Linked DNA regions of Mus musculus: region 1 is linked to region 2. The links are chromatin contacts, called in public promoter capture Hi-C maps. All regions are on one chromosome and are shown on one strand. Each heading gives the region's core, a stretch centred on a gene start, on an enhancer-like site or on the middle of the called end of the contact. The rest is flanking DNA. Distances are from core to core; before and after follow the strand shown. Region 1 holds the start of Hadha (hydroxyacyl-CoA dehydrogenase trifunctional multienzyme complex subunit alpha). Region 2 holds the start of 4831440E17Rik (RIKEN cDNA 4831440E17 gene).

Region 1 (4,094 bases), core at 239-2,738, 4.7 Mb before region 2:
CAGTTCCATCTCTAGTTTAGGAAAAATGATAAAAAGCTGCAGGCAACACAAAACAAGTATGTAACAGAGCACAGGGTGGGCTCACAAAACAAACTATTTTCTGTGTGGCTCTTTACAAAAAAAGGATATGAAATAGGTGTAGTGGAAGGCGTGGTATGGGAAAAGGGTTCCTTTTTTGCAATTTACTCCGAAGTGGTCATTTAGTACCAGCTTAAAGTGTTCTTGGTGGTGGAAGACTTAGTTTGACTAGAGCTTTAAAACAGGACGCTCCTTTCTTTCTAGAATCATTTTAGCCATTTCTTTCCTGTGTGGCAGAATAATCAATTAACTAGCAAGTGCCACTTCTGTTTGAATCCTGGCTTGCCACAGAGAAGGTATTATAATCTTTCTGAGCCTGTCAAGTCACCGAAAGTGCAAATGAAACGTGGGGTTTGTGCGTATTAAACAAAATGGTGCACACACCGGAAGCTGACTTTACTTTCTTTTGAAAACAATCAGTTTATTTCAGGGCTCATCTTTCCAGCACCAAAACAAACAACTCACACCCTGGCGCCCAGAAGAGCTGAACTCTCAATTAAAAGTAGACTTAGGTTCTAGACTAATTCTACCACCTGTGGCGCAGTCTCAGTCACTAGCTACGGCTACTTCACAGAAAAAAGAGTGAGGGGTGGCAGGTTTGCCCAGATGTTTGCTGGGTTAGAAAATGTCCGTGAACCCTGGATCACCAAGCAGACTGGAGGACTGTCTTGGCTGCTTTCACCCCCGAGACCCGCACTTAACGACGCGTTCTCAATCTCTACAGCCGCCAGACTGCCTAGACAGGTCAACAACAGGGGAAACGACACCGCTCTGACACAGCCCAGCGTTTCACACACACGCAATCCATTCGTAAACCTGAAGTGACAAATGCAGACAGAAGACACCGCTGCCGCGAGCTACGCGAGAACGCGACCACCGCCCGCCCTGAGGCGGTTCGCACTGGAGGCCTGGACCAGCCTGTCCCGCTCTTGGGACTTCGACCCTCACAGCAAAGGGAAGCGGCCGCGGGCATCGACGAGAAGAGTCGGGAGCAAAGTGGCACCTGCCTGTGGGGAAATCAGAAGAAAACCGAGAAGCGCGCTGCCGCACCTTAGAGTCCGCGAAAACTGCCGCTGCCAACAAGGTCAAGTCCAGACTGACAAACGTCCGCCCACGCCGAGGGGCGGCTCCCGCTCCGCAAGGACCCCCTCTCGCCCCGCCCGCCATCACCGCGGCATTTACGGGCTGCCCGCTGAACGCCTGAGCAGAAAGTCAGACACTCCGCCCTCTCCTCGGAGGTCCTTAGTCTCACCTTCAGAGAAATCATCCTTTCGGCTCGCTTAGTTGAGAGCAAGAGGTAGGGCGACAGGACGGGTGGCAACTCAGAGTCTGCGTTTTAGTAAGGCGGCACTTAGGACACCCTGCCGGACAGGCTCAGAAAAGAAAAGCCCTCGGCTCCATTGCCCCCCACTAGAAGAGCTTTCGTCCTCTTCTGCTCAAGATGGTGGCGTCCCGGGCGATTGGCAGTCTCAGTCGCTTCTCTGCCTTCAGGATCCTACGCTCCAGAGGTGAGCCTGGAGAGGGCTCGGGAGAGTCTCGGAGTGCCTTCAGGAACTGGGGCGGCGGGGAGCAGCGTTTGCCTCTCACTGTCTGCCTCCCACCCCTTTCCCGGGACCCGTGGAAATGGGGCTACTGTTCCGAGACCCTATTTCCTGTGTCCTTGTAAAGGAACTGTCACACCCTCTCTCGCCCTGCTCCGGCAGTGTCAGGCTCTCCCCTAACTTTCCTGAGTCTTTTCCACTTAGTCTGGCAGTTTGCGCAGGTCTCTGCTGTAGCCCTGAGCTCACGCCCCTCTTGTCTCCCTTAATGTTTGTCTTGGCCCTGACACCGCTAAGTTCGGAGGACTAAGTAAGACCTGTCACATTTTTGAGGCTCTACTACATGTTAGTCGCCATAAGAGATATCTATCAGCCTTCTCGGTGACATTGACTACTAGCCTTACAGATCAATGCCACTCCTTGATCTTTTCCGTCAAAACCATTTTTCCCCCCCAGAGAACTCAGCTCTCCCACTTCAGTAATCTTAGTTTGAATGTATAGAAGGTTGAAACTGGAGGTTCTCCGACTTAGGCAAAGAAATTTTGATGAGGAAAAAAATTTTTGATCACTTAGAAACTATTTCTAATCTCATTTCTGTCGATTCCCAGTCAGGCTCCAGGAACTGCATTCCTTTTCAAGCTGGCAGTGAAAGGGTTAAAGGGGTGTTGTTAGAAAACAGCCTTTTCCCAGACATCCCAAATCTGTAAGGGCAAATGTAACTTCATTGTGTATCATACTTGATACTAGTTACTTCCCAGACTTTAGTTTGTAACGTGAATTCACTTTAATTTTCCTCACAAAAAAAAAGGGATGCGTGTAGAATTTACTTCTCTTACCCTCCCCTGGCATTTAATTGATTGAATCTTTTTCTACTTTTTTAAAAACCTCCATAGATCGATTATGTGTAAATAGCCAAAATTGCTACCCACCAAAAAAAAAAAAAAAAAAAATTAAAAAAAAAAAAAAAGTGAAGTGGACTGGGTGCTAATTCACCTTTAATATTAGGTGGGTCTTTGTGTTCCTGTCTGGTCTACATAGTTCCAGGCCAGTCAGGGCTACACAGTGAGACCCTGTCTTTTAAAAAAAAGAAAAGAGCCGGGCATGGTGGCACACGCCTTTAATCCCAGCACTTGGGAGGCAGAGGCAGGTGGATTTCTAAGTTCAGGGCCAGCCTGGTCTACAGAGTGAGTTCCAGGACAGCCAGGGCTATACAGAGAAACCCTGTCTCGGAAAAACCAAAAAAGAAAGAAAGAAAGATCCATCGATCTCTATGTCTCCTGTTTGCACTTGGTTGTGTTTCCTTTTCCACATTTATAACAGTTTTAGGGGAAAAAAGGCACCTATGGTCCTGTATTTGATGTAAGGTACTTTCATGAATTGGCAGCCAGGTTAGCACTGGAGTGGTGATTGGGTCACATGTTCTCTTGTCACTAGCTAGCTGTTGACTTTGCCCTTTCATCTAAATGGGCTTTCTTTTCCCATCTGTGAAATGAATGAGAGTGATTTTTTTTCTTTGACAGGAGAAGTAGTATGATGGAGCAATTAAAAGCATTAAATACGGACTCTGTCATCTGGCTTGAATCTACAGTTTACCTTCTAGTGACCTTGGGAATTAATTTCAGTATCTTTATCATTGGTAAAATGGAGTCAATCATGTTAAATCTAAAGAAGTTATATTAGGTATAACACATAGGCATACATTCTCAATAAATGTTATTAGTTTTTTATCCCTTAGAAGCAATGACTATATATAGCTGAGAACTTGTAATCTATCCATTTTACATAGGTAATAAAAAGCTAACAGCTAAATTTTCCTATACTTCTACATAGAAACATATCTAAATATATAAGTTGTATTTTTTTTTTCATTAAGAAAATGTAGTCTAGAGCTGGAGAGAGGTTAAGAGCGCTGACTGCTCTTCCCAAGGTCCTGAGTTCAAATCCCAGCAACCACATGGTGGCTCACAACCACTCGTAATGAGATCTGATGCCCTCTTCTGGAGTGTCTGAAGACAGCTACAGTGTACTTACGTATAATAAATAAATCTTTAAAGAAAAAAAAAAAAAGAAAAGAAAATGTAGTCTATTATAGCTACAGATTATTTTAATACCAGCTTATGCACTTTGAAAAAATATGCAGGAAAGTCTATTTAAAATTAGCTGTACACCTGATTTACTATTTAGAGTCTAGACTCAGCAGGTCTGTCCTTGACCCTGAGAGTGTGTGGAGGCATTGCCAAATGCTTAATGAACTATGGCACTTACTGTGAAAGAGATCTTGTACAATACTGTTATTCTAACATGACTATCAAAAAAGTCATAAGTTGATCTTAATATCCATTTAATTCCTACTTTTCCTAATTCCTAAGTATGTAAGTGGTAAAACAATTTTACAAGAAGTGAACGGCAATTAGTAGTTATTTTTAAATCTGACTCTCACTTCTTGTCCCAGGGTTGAATTTTGAAAAAGCTATAAAT
Region 2 (4,456 bases), core at 1,505-4,004:
TGGACAGGGTTTCACTATATAACCCTGAATGGCCTCAAATTCACAGAGCTCTGACTGCCTCTGCCCTGGGATTAGAGGCATGCATTATTATACCTGGCTTGGTTGTTCAGAAAGATTGTATGGGTACCACCACATCGAGCTTCCCTCTAGTCTTTCTGGTGCTTCACTTTGAGGCCTCAGACTTAGAGATCTGTCTGCCTCTGCCTCCTAAGTACTCGGATTAAGGGTATGTATGCCACTGCCTGGCTCAATCTTGTGTTTTTAAACTCATTTAATAAAAATTTTCCTTTTCCCCTAAAATGTTTATATTTAATACAACACATGCAAAAATAGAAATGACATACCAAAAACAATGTAGAATATTTCATGTTTTCAAAAATACGAACTAAGTTCAATTGTGCAAAGCATCCATATTTTGGTGGTTTATGCTTTTTCTTTTTCTTTTGTTTGTAATCTTGGCTGTCCAGAAACTTGCTTTGCCAACCGGGCTGACCTCAAACTCACAGAGGTCCACCTGCCTCAGTGTCCCAAGTGCTGGGATTAAAGGTATGTGCACCACTGCCCGGCTGAATCTTGTATTTTTAAATCTCTTTAATAAACAATGTATATTTATGGTATGTTTGTCTGTGCACCATGTGCATGTCTGCTGTCCACGGAGGTGAGAAGATGGTGTCATATCCCGTGGAACTGAAGTTACAGAGTAGTGAGCCTCCATGGGCAAGACTGAACCTGGGTCTTCTGGAAGAGCAGCCAATGCTCTTAGCCACTGAGCTTACTAGCCACCCACCCCTACCTCTTACCTTTCTAGGATTTGTTTGTATGTGTATGTGTCTGTCTATGCACATGAATACAGGTGCAACAGCAGCAGAAAGATTCCTTCAGAACTGGTGTCATAGGTAACTGTGAACTGCCTTATCTGGATTCTAGGAATGGAACCCAGGTCCTCTGCACCAGCAGTACAGGATCTTAAGGGCTGAGCCATCTCTTCAGTCTTTGTATTATTATTTTTGAGATAGGGTGCTATGCATTTCCTAGGCTGGCTTCCATTCCACTACAGAGTGAGAAATGTCTTTGAACTACTACTCATCCTCCTGCTTCCTCCTCCCAAGTACTGGGTTATAGGGTTGTATCATCAAGCCCATTTGATTTTGAGCTATATTTTACAATTTTTTATTAAGTTCTATCATCTCTTAATTTATGAATTACATGAATAACTACACACCTGAAGCCAAGTATCATAAGTTTCATTATGTATAGCCCTAATTTTTTTTTTTTTTGAAAGACAGGGTCTCACTATGTAGTCTTGGTTGGGTTGTCTTATGCAGACCATGCTGTCCCCAAACTCATAGAGATCCATCTGCCTGTCTTTCTAGTCCTGGTATTAAAGGTATGGGCCACTATACCTGGTTCCATGCCCATTCCTCTATTTTAACCATAGCAACAATAATATAACGTTTAATTTTTTTAGATGAATACTTTTCTTATTCTAGTATCAAAAGAAAAAGGCTTTATTTTAAAAGTTTATATTTAAAAGCCAGGTCCAGGGGCTGGAGAGCTGGCTTAGCGATTCAGAGCACTGTTCTTGCAGGAAACTGGAGTTGATTTCCAGTGCCCACATGGCAGCTCACAATTGCCTGTAACCTCAATCTAGGGGACTGAACACCTTCTGGCCTTCTCAGGTATCTCCACGTACATGGTGTACATAAACTCATGCGGACACGAATACAAACAAAAAACATTTCTTAAAAAAAATCTTTAAAAACGATTCCGTCTAGGGATAAAACTCAGTGGTGGAGTGTTAGCTTAGCTGTGTGTGCAGTTCTGGGTTCAATATACCACAACGACAAGTAATTTAATTTGTCTAGAAACCCCAATTTCCTCTCTCCTTTTAATTTGTAGCTTACCTTTCATATGGCAGCTTTCTTCCCTGCTCCAAGCTTCCTTTGACTGTACATATAATAAAGCTGAAAAGGCCTGCAAGGGATTAAACTTGCAATCAATTCAAATGATTCAACGATTCAACTTTAGCCACTGCAAATAAACAAACAAACAAATGATTACAGCTATAATATGCACTAGACGATCAAAGTTTGATCCAGATGCGAAGCCCAGTTCAATGTTAATAGCCTGGCTATTGGGTGGCAGGAAGGTGAACAGGACCTCTAGAAACAAGTGTATTCTTTTTGCCCAGCATTGAAACTGTTGAGAATGGAAAGAACTGATCGCAAAGTGCGCTCGGATTCCAGGCTCCGAGCAGCTCAGCGCCTGACAGGCTACTCTAAGCCTTCCACGCCGCTCCACAGATCCGTTTTCCCATCTCTACTATTTCTCACTCCTACAAGGCAATCCATAGTGCAAACGAAACGCGGCGTCCTGGGCAATTCTGGCCCCATTTTTAACGAATCGTTTTTTTTTTTTTAATGGGAAACAGCTTAGCAGTATTTCCATTTTTAAATCTTGAGCACACACAACGTTCACGCTGATGCATTTCTCTCGGTGTAGAGACATTTTTTTCCCACTCAACCTGTCCGCTTGGTTTTTTGTACGGCAGCCTCCGGTCTCACGGTGTTTAAAACATGACGTCGGACGGAGAAACTACAGCTGGAGTTAGGATCTAACGTTGTCCTGCCACGGTTGCGCCGCACTAGGGAAGCCTACGTGGGACTCCGCCAGGCCTGGAGCGGCCCACGCCCGCAGGGGGTCGCGGACGCACGTGCGCGCACCGCACGCGGGTGCACGCTCCGGAGTGTTTACATCGATCCCTCCCCCCTCCTCCGGCCGGGCTGGACCCTGATCCCGGATGCCCGGTCCGCAGCTTAGCGCCCGCCAGAGCCCGAGTTGCAGCCACCGCCGCGTCAGAGCGGGCGGGGGAGGGGCGGTGAGGTCAGCGGCGGCGGCCGGGTAGCGCGGGGCGCATGCGCGGACTCAGCCCCGTGAGTGGCAGCAGCGCGCTGGGGGCGGGGGCGGGAGGCGCCTGTGTGTGGGCGAGCCGGCGGCGAGTTTGAGAGGTCTGTGGTGCGGGTCGCCCCGGGGGACCCGGGTGCAGGCCTCGCGCGACGGCCACTGCCGTGTGCGTGTGTTGTTTGTGTGGTGAACGCACAGCCGCAAAACTTCCTCCTTTGCTGCCCCCAGAGAGAGAGCGGGCGTGGGGGAGCGTTCGCGAGCGAGCGAGAGGGATCCCAGCGTGAGGGAGCCAAGCTTGATGGGGCCGAAAGCTAGCGTGAGGGAGCGATCCTGAGCGTGAGGCAGCAAAGCGCCGGCCGGAGAGCGGGCAAACGATAGGGAAGAGCGAGAGCTAGCCGTGCGTTGAACCGAGCGTGAGGGAGCTAGCCACAGGGAACGCCGTGAGCGAGCAGTGTGTGAGGGAGCGATCGCCAGCGCGCGACCGAGGGGCCGGCGCTCGCACCACCCCGGAACCCACCACAACAACTGGAGCAGCTGTCAAAACTTCGCCGCGGCGTGGGCCTGACGGGCTGACGGCGCGGGGGAGGGGTGGCTGGCCCCGCCCCGGCCCGGCCCGGCCCGCCGCCCCCCTCCGCGGCCCTTTCTCCTCCCGCCGCGGGCGGCCTGGGGGAGGGGCCGGGCGGAGACCCCTGCGGCCGCCCCCGGCCCGCGCCCCTCGCGTCGCGCCCCGCCCCGCCCCGCTCGGCGCCGCCCTCCGGCCCGGCCCCGCCGGCCCCAGCCTTGGCCGCGGCGCCCCGCCCCGCGCGGCCGGCCCCGCCCGCCCCGCCCGCTTGCCCGCCGCCCCCCGCCGGCCCCTGCGCGCCGAGTGCGCGCGCCCGCGCCGATGTGTGTGAGTGCGTGTCCTGCTAGCTCCATGTTGCCGCCTCTCCCGGTACCTGCTGCTGCTGCTGCTGCTCCCGGGGCTGCGGGAAATGCGAGAGGCTGAGCCGGGGAGGAGCAACTCGAGCAGCAGCAGCGGCGGCGGCTGCGGCCGCTGCGGCGGGAGGAGCCCCCCAGGAGGAGGACGGGGATCCATGTGTCTTTCCTGGTGACTAGGATGTCGTCGGAGGAGGACCGGAGCGCGGAGCAGCAGCAGCCGCCGCCAGCACCCCCCGAGGAGCCCGGAGCCCCGGCCCCGAGCCCCGCAGCCGCAGACAAAAGACCTCGGGGCCGGCCTCGCAAAGATGGCGCTTCCCCTTTCCAGAGAGCCAGAAAGAAGTAAGTTGAGCGCGAGGGAGCCAGGCGGGCGGCCAGCGGCGGCGCGGCCCGGAGCTGTCAGGCCCCCGGCCCGGTGGGGGCGGGGCGGCCCAGGCGCGGCCCGGTTCGGCGGCGCCCGCGCAGGTCCCGCCGGCCGCGCCGCGCACTTTACTTTGGAGTTCGGCCTCGCTTCTGGGAGAACCGCCCGGCGGCTTCCCCAGGGCCTAGCCCGGCGTCCGCACACGCCCCGCCGAGCACGCCCAGCTTGCTGCCGGCCCGGCCTCTCGGAGCCACAAAGCTGTGGGCGCCAGGGACG

Evidence for each region. Promoter capture Hi-C pulls out the DNA fragments that hold promoters and counts their contacts.
Region 1: a contact with region 2 is called in a promoter capture Hi-C map of second pharyngeal arch cranial neural crest. The contact joins the promoter of Hadha here to the promoter of 4831440E17Rik in region 2. A contact is called at or near these places in 1 of 39 promoter capture datasets (second pharyngeal arch cranial neural crest) and 1 of 484 Hi-C or Micro-C datasets (B cells).

The regions. Positions count from the first base shown.
Region 1 is chr5:30,152,374-30,156,467 of GRCm38.p6, reverse strand. Hadha (hydroxyacyl-CoA dehydrogenase trifunctional multienzyme complex subunit alpha) reads left to right here and starts at 1,488. Exons shown (of 20, transcript NM_178878.3): 1 at 1,488-1,586. The coding sequence starts at 1,520. It overlaps Hadhb (hydroxyacyl-CoA dehydrogenase trifunctional multienzyme complex subunit beta), which reads right to left and starts at 1,215. Exons shown (of 16, transcript NM_145558.2): 1 at 1,129-1,215.
Region 2 is chr5:25,498,095-25,502,550 of GRCm38.p6, reverse strand. It overlaps 4831440E17Rik (RIKEN cDNA 4831440E17 gene), which reads right to left and starts at 2,754. Exons shown (of 1, transcript NR_030700.1): 1 at 1-2,754. Kmt2c (lysine (K)-specific methyltransferase 2C) reads left to right here and starts at 3,768. Exons shown (of 59, transcript NM_001081383.2): 1 at 3,768-4,161. The coding sequence starts at 4,001.